2 separate regions of the Mus musculus genome follow, and region 1 is linked to region 2. The links are chromatin contacts, called in public promoter capture Hi-C maps. All regions are on one chromosome and are shown on one strand. The core of a region is the stretch at or near the end of the contact, and the rest is flanking DNA. Distances in the headings are between cores, read along the strand shown. Region 1 holds the start of Fbxl21 (F-box and leucine-rich repeat protein 21). Region 2 holds the start of Sfxn1 (sideroflexin 1).

Region 1 (4,418 bases), core at 1,114-3,613, 2.5 Mb after region 2:
GCTCAGAGTTCTATATCTTCATCTGAAGGCTGCTAGTAGAATACTGGCTTCCAGGAAACTAGGATGAGGGTCCCACACCCACAGTGACACACCTACTCTAACAGGGCCACACCTTCTAATGTGCCACTCCCTGGGCCTAGCATATACAAATGATCACAGCTTCCAACTGAAATAACAAACTTAATTTAAATAACCACAAAATTAAGTCAACTACCTAGCTCCTGATATGCAAGTTCCAATGTAAAAACACAAATAATAACAACAACAACAAACCAAGATATGACTCCTCCAAATTCTACCCATCCAGGGTAATGTTCCTCAACAAGAGTGACCTAGATGAAATTCCAGACAAAGAATCCAGACAGTGTGACGATAACTCCATTCACAGAGATGAAAGAAGGCATAAACAAACAAAGCTGAATGAAGTCCCAGAGAACACAAATGTCTGAATGAAATACGGAAATGTAGTATGCGAATAGAATTCAGTGAAGACAGAAATGCCTGGGGAACAACCTGAAAAGATGCTGGGGACGAAAACCCCAGTAAGTGAAGCAAAGCCCCGTGGAGAGCCCCCAGAGGACCACCACAAGGAGGACAAAGGATCAGGGCAAGGACAGTGACCGTGGGATTGGTATATTCATTCAAGGACAACAATTAACATTTTTTCTAAACTGTAAGTGTAAGACGCATGATCTTTGGGACATCATGAAAAGAGGAGATCTAAAACCATGGGCACAGAATAAGGGATATTTCCTTGAAACGGAAACAGCTCCTCCAGGAAGGACTTAGGAGGGAAAGAGATGATGGCATACCTGGGAAATGGAATCTGAGCACTCAAGAGGCTCCTCCCCACTGTAGAGAAGCAGTTCACAGCTGTCATGAACCAGACTCAGACCTTCTGAGCTGCAGACAAGTCTCTCTGATTGTTGAACTACCTAGGAGCTGAGCAGAGGACTCTAGGCTTGCAACTTTCCAGTGAGTTGTCAACCCAAGTTGGGGTGGGTTTTTCAGTGATACAGCTGCTTTCTGGGGGGTGGGGTGGGGCAGGAGTTGCAAGTTTCTTGCTTTGGGTAGTGAGATGTGTAACTAGGACTCAGCGATAGTGGGTCAGAGTGGAAGTCCCAAGTCTATGCTGGTTCAAGGTGGATCTAAGCTGAAAAGCCTTCCCTGAGGAACAAGAGTGCAGAGGGGGCTCATTGAGTCTATGGATCAAAAGGAATTTCACAAAGTAGAGGCTTTGGCAAACCCAAAGGTCTAGACTGGCATATGCATCTGAATTCATAAACAATCTACAAGAGATCAAATTAGGACAAAACGGGGGGGGGGATAAAAGTCTGTCCACATCACTTGAAGGCAAATGTGGCAAGATCTGTGTCAATTGAACTCTTGAGGGAAAAGAGCTGACAGCAAGACACCACAGAAATCAATTTGTAATAAGAACTTCAAATTAATCTAAAATGTCAGGTGAGGGAGGACCATGATGGGGGAATTAGAGGAACCAAGAGGAATCTGGGGGAGACATACATCTATGGTATGTTCATTATCCTGTCTCTATGATGGTTTCAAAGGCAACAAAACCTAGGGTGTGTCCAGTATTTGTCAGTTGTACCGTGATAAAGCTGGTCATTACAAATAGAGTATGAGTGACGCTAGATGTTAACGTAGAATGCTGTGTGTGGCTTGATATTTTGAAACTTAAAAAAAAAAAAATCCATAGCTCATTGTGCATTCTTTTTGAGCTGGCAGGCTGGCAGCTCACAGGTGACCTTCTGCAGTCCTGGCCTGCAGCTCAGGACCTGAGAGGCGATCATTGCAGCTTCCAATCACGGTCCCTCAAGCATCTGCATGATGGTAGTGGGGTGTCCTTCTCAAGTTAAAACCTGGAAACTCGAACTGTTAGTTTGGGTCAAGTGGTCAGTTATTTAACTGAATATTCACTAAGCATACTGCTTATCCCTTGAGGAGCACTCACACACTGGCCCTGGGACCACCAAAGGACTTCTAGAGGCCTAGGAACCTGCATGTGCTAGGTGAGACCTCCAGCTCCAACAGAGCGGCTGGGGGCGGGGCGAGGCTACCTAGAGTCAGAGGCTCTAGAGGTGGAGCTTTTATCAGTGGGCGGGGCGCGGGCGTGCGTCAGGGTCTACCTCTCGGTGAACCCCGAACTTAAACTTAGCGTTTGGGGGCGGGGCAGAATTGACGGGGGCGGGGCATCTTTAAGAGGCAGCCACTTCCGGGGGCGAGGCTGGGGGCGGAGCGAGACTCCCGGGGGCGGGGATTCGAGAGGCTGAACACTAGCACACTGGGGCAAGGCTTCCTGGAGGGGTGTGGCGCGGGCGTGGCGCAGGCGGGGCCTGGCCTGTGATGCCCATTTAGTCTCTCACTGTCCGCGGCTTTATGCGGCGCTGGAGCCCGCCCACCTGAGAAGGTAGCTGCTGGCGTTCGTCACGCAGAGTTCTGCGCTTGACCGGCGGGCCTGCCTGGGGCTGGCTGCCCTCAGGAGCGCGTTCGGAGGTAACATTTGTGGCGCAGCACTAGGGAGCTGGCGGGGCGGGGCGAGCCGAACCGCAGGAACCCCCAGAGCTGCCTGGCCGTGGAGGCAGGAGCGAGACCTAGTCTGCTCGGAACCGAGCGTGCGGAGCCCAGCCATCCCCCCAGTCCCCGGGGGCTTTTCAGCTCTCTCACCGCTTTCAGCTAGGGTCCGGTCGACCCCAAGCCCTGTTTCTCAGGACAGTTAGGATGTAAGATAAATTGCACCGAGCAGTTTTAGGGCGGTACATTTTCAATGCCATCTGTATTCATTTTTACACTTTAAACTCTGCCCCGGGTTGGCGTCCTCTTTCTGGTCCAGTCTGGTTGCCTGGATATGGGGCAGGCTGCTCGGTGCTCATCTAGGGATGGTCTAGGTTGAGTTCTGTTCGCCTCTCTGCCATCCTCGCCTCTCAAATGGTGTTTTCAATCCAAGTGCATTTTACAAACGAGTCTTCAGATGATGCACTTAAAAATGAGATCTATCTATTCAAAAAATTGAAGTTTACTTTGTAAGTAAATATATCTTAATACCACAGAGAAGCTTGAGCTATGCCAACTTATACAGCTAATAAACCAGTACACGTAATTATGAACTACTTCAAATTTCATGATATCTCTTCATAGATATTAAGTAAAATGTGAATTTTTAGAGTGCTTTTCTGCCTGATATGTAGCCTTAGTATAGCTTCCAGTGTAACTTCTAGAGAGTGTTGTGATATTTCTACAAACTAGTTTTCATATGGGCAAAAAAACTGTTCTATTATTAATAACCTACTAATAAAATCACTTAATGTATATAACGACTTACAGATAACCTAAGCATAAAATGATTATATGCCCAAATGATGGTTTTGTGGGTTTTTTCCAAGACTGGAAGTGAAGTCAGATGGGTGTCGGTGATTACCCCATGGCAGTGTCATTTCATTGGCTCAGCAGTAACTGTAACTTGGAAGCCACCTTCAGGTAAGAAAGCCTTGAAGTGGTCCATTGCAGGGCAGTGGTGGTGCATGCCTTTAATCCCAGCACTCGGGAGGCAGAGGCAGGCAGATTTCTGAGTTAGAGGCCAACCTGGTCTACAGAGTGAGTTCCAGGCCAGCCAGGGCTACACAGAGAAACCCTGTCTCAAAGAACCAAAAACAAACAAACAAGAAGCGATCCATTTCCTTAACATGAAAAGAAATCAGGCTTTTTAAATAAATGCCCCCATATATTTAAGATAGAATTTTTATATAAACAGATCTAAAAAAAATTAAATGGGAATGCAATATGACCAAGTGGTGGTCCATATTCATAAATAATTTAATGTGATTCATATTATGTAAATAATGAACACATGGTCAAAAAGTACTTCTAAAGAATAAAATCAATTTATCTTACATTCTAAAACTACTACTTCAGTGTGCTATATGAAGTTTGTAATTGAGAGGGTAGTTAATGCTTTAATAATTTATGTAAGGAGAAAATTAACATGCATTTGGACTAAATTATTGGTATCAATATAACATCTTTAAGAGATTTACGTGCTTGTATTGGTACTTTGCCTGCATCTTTGTCTGTGTACAACGTGTGTGCCTGGTGCATGTGTGGGTGCTGGGAATGAAACCTGGGTCCTCTGTAAGAGCAGCAAGTGCTCCTAACCACTGAACCATCTTTCAGCTCCTAATAACACGGATGGTTAGCTAAACTGGCAATGTAATGAGTTGAGTACATTGAGCAATTCTTGTTATAGACAACCAATTTAATACATAACACAGTCCCTGTGTAGAGACCTATAAGATAGTTACACAAAACCTGGCATTTGGACAAAGTCTTTAGTTGTCTTTACTGCTTTTCTAGCAAGCTTTTATACCAGGGATAGCTTCTCTAGATTTAGTAAAATTTAAACT
Region 2 (4,457 bases), core at 1,721-4,220:
TCACCTGCACAATGTTGCTTGACGGCTCCTGACCATACCGGTGTGATCTTTTCCTCTTGAATGGCCCATGGTTTTGCCACTTGCTTGGGCCCACAGACTGCAGCAGAAATGGGAATATGTCTGTTCTAAGTCTTGGCTTCTGCTATCTTCCTTCCCGTCTGTTTCCCTGCTAGGCAAACATGCCCAGTACAGCCCATGGGCAAAAAGAAACCAGAGCAGAGTGAAGTCAGCCCACTGTTGTACCTAAGGCCTCCCTCAAATGCAGAGATGAGTACAGCCATCAGTCATGTAGGGATGAAGGATAAGCAGAGAGCAACCAAAGAGGTAGAAACACCCAGCCAGCACACTGACTCGGAGACAGAACACACTGTTACAGTTGTACCACCTAGGGTTTTAAAGTTAGTATATATGGTTACTGTAGCAACAGAAAACAGATAAGTTGTCTCTACTATGCCTTCTGCTCTGTTGCCAACCTGGTGGCTTGCATAGCCCTCAGTTACAAATACTGTTGCAAAGATGTTAACTTAGATAGTCTACTGTTGCAAAGTTCACAGTGGATTGATATATTTATCTTAAATACTTGTTTACAATGTATGGGTTCTCTCTCTCTCTCTCTCTCTCTCTCTCTCACACACACACACACACACACACACACACACACACACACACACACACTAGCTCTTTGTAGAGTCCTTTTGTGTTTTGTTGGTTGTCTTAGTTAGGGTTACTAGTGCTGTGATGAAACCATGACCAAAGCAAGTCGGGGAGAAACAGGTTTATTTGGCTTACACTTCCTCATCATTCACTGTTCATCACCTAAGAAAGTCAGGACAGGAACTCAAACAGGGCAGGAACCTGGAGGCAGGAGCTGATGCAGACAGAAGCCATGCAGGGGTGCTGCTTACTGGGTTGATCCTCATGTCTTGTTCGGCCTGCTTTCTCATAGAACCTAGGGCCAGACTCCCATGAGTGGCATGACTCACAATGGGCGGGTCCTCCCTCCCCCATCAATGACGAATTAAAAAATTAATTCGTGCCACCAGCTTGCTTACAGCCTGATCTTATAGAGGTATTTTCTCAACTAAGACTCCTCCTCTCTGATGACTCTAACATGTGTCAAGTTGATTAGAAAACCAGTCAGGACATTGGGTCTTTGCTTTCTCTCTCAGTCCTTTTTCAGTCTGCTTTAGAATCAGACTAAGGACATATGGAAGTTCTGAGTATAATGAATACCATTGAAAATGTCTGAGAAATATTGCTCCAAGCTCTGCTCTCCATGTTTGTTTTATGAATTCACTTGCAATTGAGTTAGTTTTCTGTTGTCTAAGGCAGTGTATCCTACTGCCTTGTGATGCAGTATATTCAGGAGCCACAGGTATGGTGGGGAGGTTGGGCAGTAAAAGAATTCACGCAAGACAGTACTAGGTATAAAGGGACATGTTTAACGAGCACGGTGCAATGGGACAAAGCAGTAACAGACAAACTATCTTCTTGGCTTAGACCAGTTTTTAATGTGGGGACTGTCTTGGTTTCTTTTTCTGTTGCTGTGATAAAACATCCCAACAAAAGCCACCCAAGGGAAGGAGGAGTTTATCTTAGGTCACAGTTGGAAAGCACAGTCCATCACCCAGTGGAAGTCAAGGCAGCTGGAGCTTGAAGCAGTGGATCAGAAGGCTCCAAGGCAACAGCTCTTTTAGACCTATGGGTATTTAATTTGATCAGTGTGGCCTTGGTCACATCATCCACACTCAGAAGGAGCACTGCTTTTCTTTACAATGTTAGTAGGGCCTTCTGGGCCAGTCTCCCACAGTAGAAGCCCCTAAAGGTAGAAGCCTGATCCCCACTCCCACCCCCCATGTTCCCCTCTGGTGACCTTTTTTTTCAGCCTGTCCTGGATGTCTGATTGGCTGGATGGAGCTCCTCATTGATTCTGGTACAAACACATCCTTTCTTTTTTACCATTCTTCTGTGTTTGTAACTGTAGGACAATCTACTCCTTCAAAGTGTTTTAGCTGTTTTGGGCTCTTTGTTTTCTCATATACGTTTTACAGTCACCTTATTGGGATACAGACAGACACACTCAATGGGCGCGCGTGTGTGTGAGCGCACACACACAGAATCCAAATTCAGTTCGGAATCTCATTGCTTGTAGAGGTTATTTGGGGTAGAATTTCTGTCTTTAAAAAAAGGGGGAGGGGATTTATCTACCTGTGCAGAGAATGCAATTCGTTATTTGTTGTATTGTGCTGGCCTTCAGAATGCGTCCGAGATTCTATGCTTCTCTCCTCATCGTCCAACCTGGTCTAACCAGGTCCAACCTGACTAAGCTCATGACCTCTGGTCTGCACCTCCCCTATGGTCCCATCTCTGTCCAGCAGCCAGTGACTCTTTTGAAGGTGGCACTTGTATTGTCTAGTTTTTCTTAGAGGGCTGGCTGTGCCAAGCTCCCCCATTTTAAGAAGCATTAGGGGCTGGCGAGATGGCTCAGTGGTTAAGAGCGCCGACTGCTCTTTCGAAGGTCCCGAGTTCAAATCCCAGCAACCACATGGTGGCTCACAACCATCTGTAACGAAATCTGATGCCTTCTTCTGGAGTATCTGAGGACAGCTACAGTGTACTTACATATAGTAAATAAATAAATCTTTAAAAAAAAAAAAAAAAAAAAATACCTAATAAAAAATGGAAAAAAAAAAAAAAAAAAAAAAAGAAGCATTAGCCCAAATGAATGGAGGAACAATGATGATGGGTGGTCTTCTAAAAAAAACCAAATTGAAAAACAGTGGCATTGACCCGGGCTGCGGCTAAGATGAACTTAGGAGTTCTCAGTGTGGCCAGAAGCAGAAGCGCGGGCACATGGGGCGTGCGCAGACTGCGGAGCTCAGCAGCCAAAGCCATGAATGACACCGAGGCAGAGGCAGGAACCTCTGGGCGGGGCCGCGCGTCGTGAGCGCGCGTCGTGGCCGCGCTCCTGGGGGCGGCGCGCGGGGCCGCGGCGCTTCCGGCAGCTGGAGGCGGCGCCGAACGGGACCGAGCGGCGCGGGTGGCGGCCGGGTAGGCGGTGAGTGGCGGGGGGCTGCGGAGCGCGCGCGGGGAGCCGGAGGCGCGCGGGATGGCGCAATCTCGGGGGCTGCAGGGGACCCAGTAGGGTCCACTGTGCGCGCTGGGGTATGCCTGAGGCGGGTTACGTACGCCCGGGACCTCGTGAGTCCGCAGCTCTAGACTGGGGCTAGGGAGGCCTCAGCGTGGAACTGATCTTGTGGAACAGATGTGAAAGGGGAGCATCACGCACCGTGCCACGCGTCCCTAGCCACCGCGTGACGAAACATGCTGGGTGCAGGCGGCCAAGATGGCTGCCAGGGGACTGTCTCCACGAGGATGGGCGCGCGCAATTGCCAGGTGACCAGGTGGCTCTTAGTAGCTGGGACCCGGAGGTCCGCGTGGAGATCACTTGGTGGCCGACCTCCAGCTCTTAATCTCTTCAAGGGACCGAAGTGTCCCAGGTAGAACCGTGGGACCCTCACCCTCAGCTCCCACATCGTGTTCCTGCTGATCATCTCAGGTTCAACCGCCTCCAGAATGACAATGACCACACTAAGGTCTGTGCCTCCGGAGTTAGATCTCTGACTTTTGTATTCATCCAATGCTGCCAAATCCATAATCCAGATTTGAAAACTGAGGCATTAAAACTTGAATAACTTGCCTAAAGTGTCACAGCTGGCCAGGGAGAAGAGCCAGGCAATCCGAGTATATATATTGTTTCCACTTTGTCCCTCAGTGACGATGTGACGATTGAGAGACCTCGTGGAAAAGCGTAGTTCTGCTGGATTTCAGAATTTGGGCCTTTACCCGGGACTCTCCCTTTATAGTTTTCTCACACTCCTGATCCCTCATCTGCTGCACCTACTTTGGGTGCCTCTAGTCAGCAGCTCTCAACTGTGGTTGCATATCAGAAGTTTACATGACGATTCATAACAGTAGCAAAATTATGTTTATGGAATGGCAACGAAATAATTTCATAGTTGGAGGAATCACTAAACCATGTATTAAAGGCTACAGCATTAGGAAGGTTGAAAACCACTGCCTAGATTTTTCTCTCCGTCCTTGTTCCAGGCAGAGGCAGGAGTAGAGAGGCGAGCACTGAGGTAAAGAAGAGGACTTTGTGGGTCTTAGAATGCTGGACTCAGGCTTGCTGTGTGAAGGAGAGCTGTTTAGAGGACAAATGGAAGTTCAGCAGGAAGTCCCAGAACCTCAGGCCACCCCTCCCCACCCCCCACCCCACCCCCCTCCCAGGACTGAGGTTGTCACATTCACAGCAATAACAGTGTTTGGGAAGAGTTTGTTAATTCCCACCCAGCTCTGATAAGGAATTGCTCCATCTGTGTACTCAAGGGTGCAGCCAAAGGTCTGCAAAATGGAGAGAGTTGTGCTTAGTTTTCTGTAAAAGTTTGGTGAAACTA

The links. Promoter capture Hi-C pulls out the DNA fragments that hold promoters and counts their contacts.
Region 1: a promoter capture Hi-C map of liver shows a contact between it and region 2, with 2.2 times the contacts expected there. The contact joins the promoter of Fbxl21 here to the promoter of Sfxn1 in region 2.

What each region holds. Positions count from the first base shown.
Region 1 is chr13:56,520,109-56,524,526 of GRCm38.p6, forward strand. Fbxl21 (F-box and leucine-rich repeat protein 21) reads left to right here and starts at 2,364. Exons shown (of 7, transcript NM_178674.5): 1 at 2,364-2,514; 2 at 3,402-3,495.
Region 2 is chr13:54,068,875-54,073,331 of GRCm38.p6, forward strand. It overlaps Sfxn1 (sideroflexin 1), which reads left to right and starts at 2,971. Exons shown (of 11, transcript NM_027324.5): 1 at 2,971-3,058.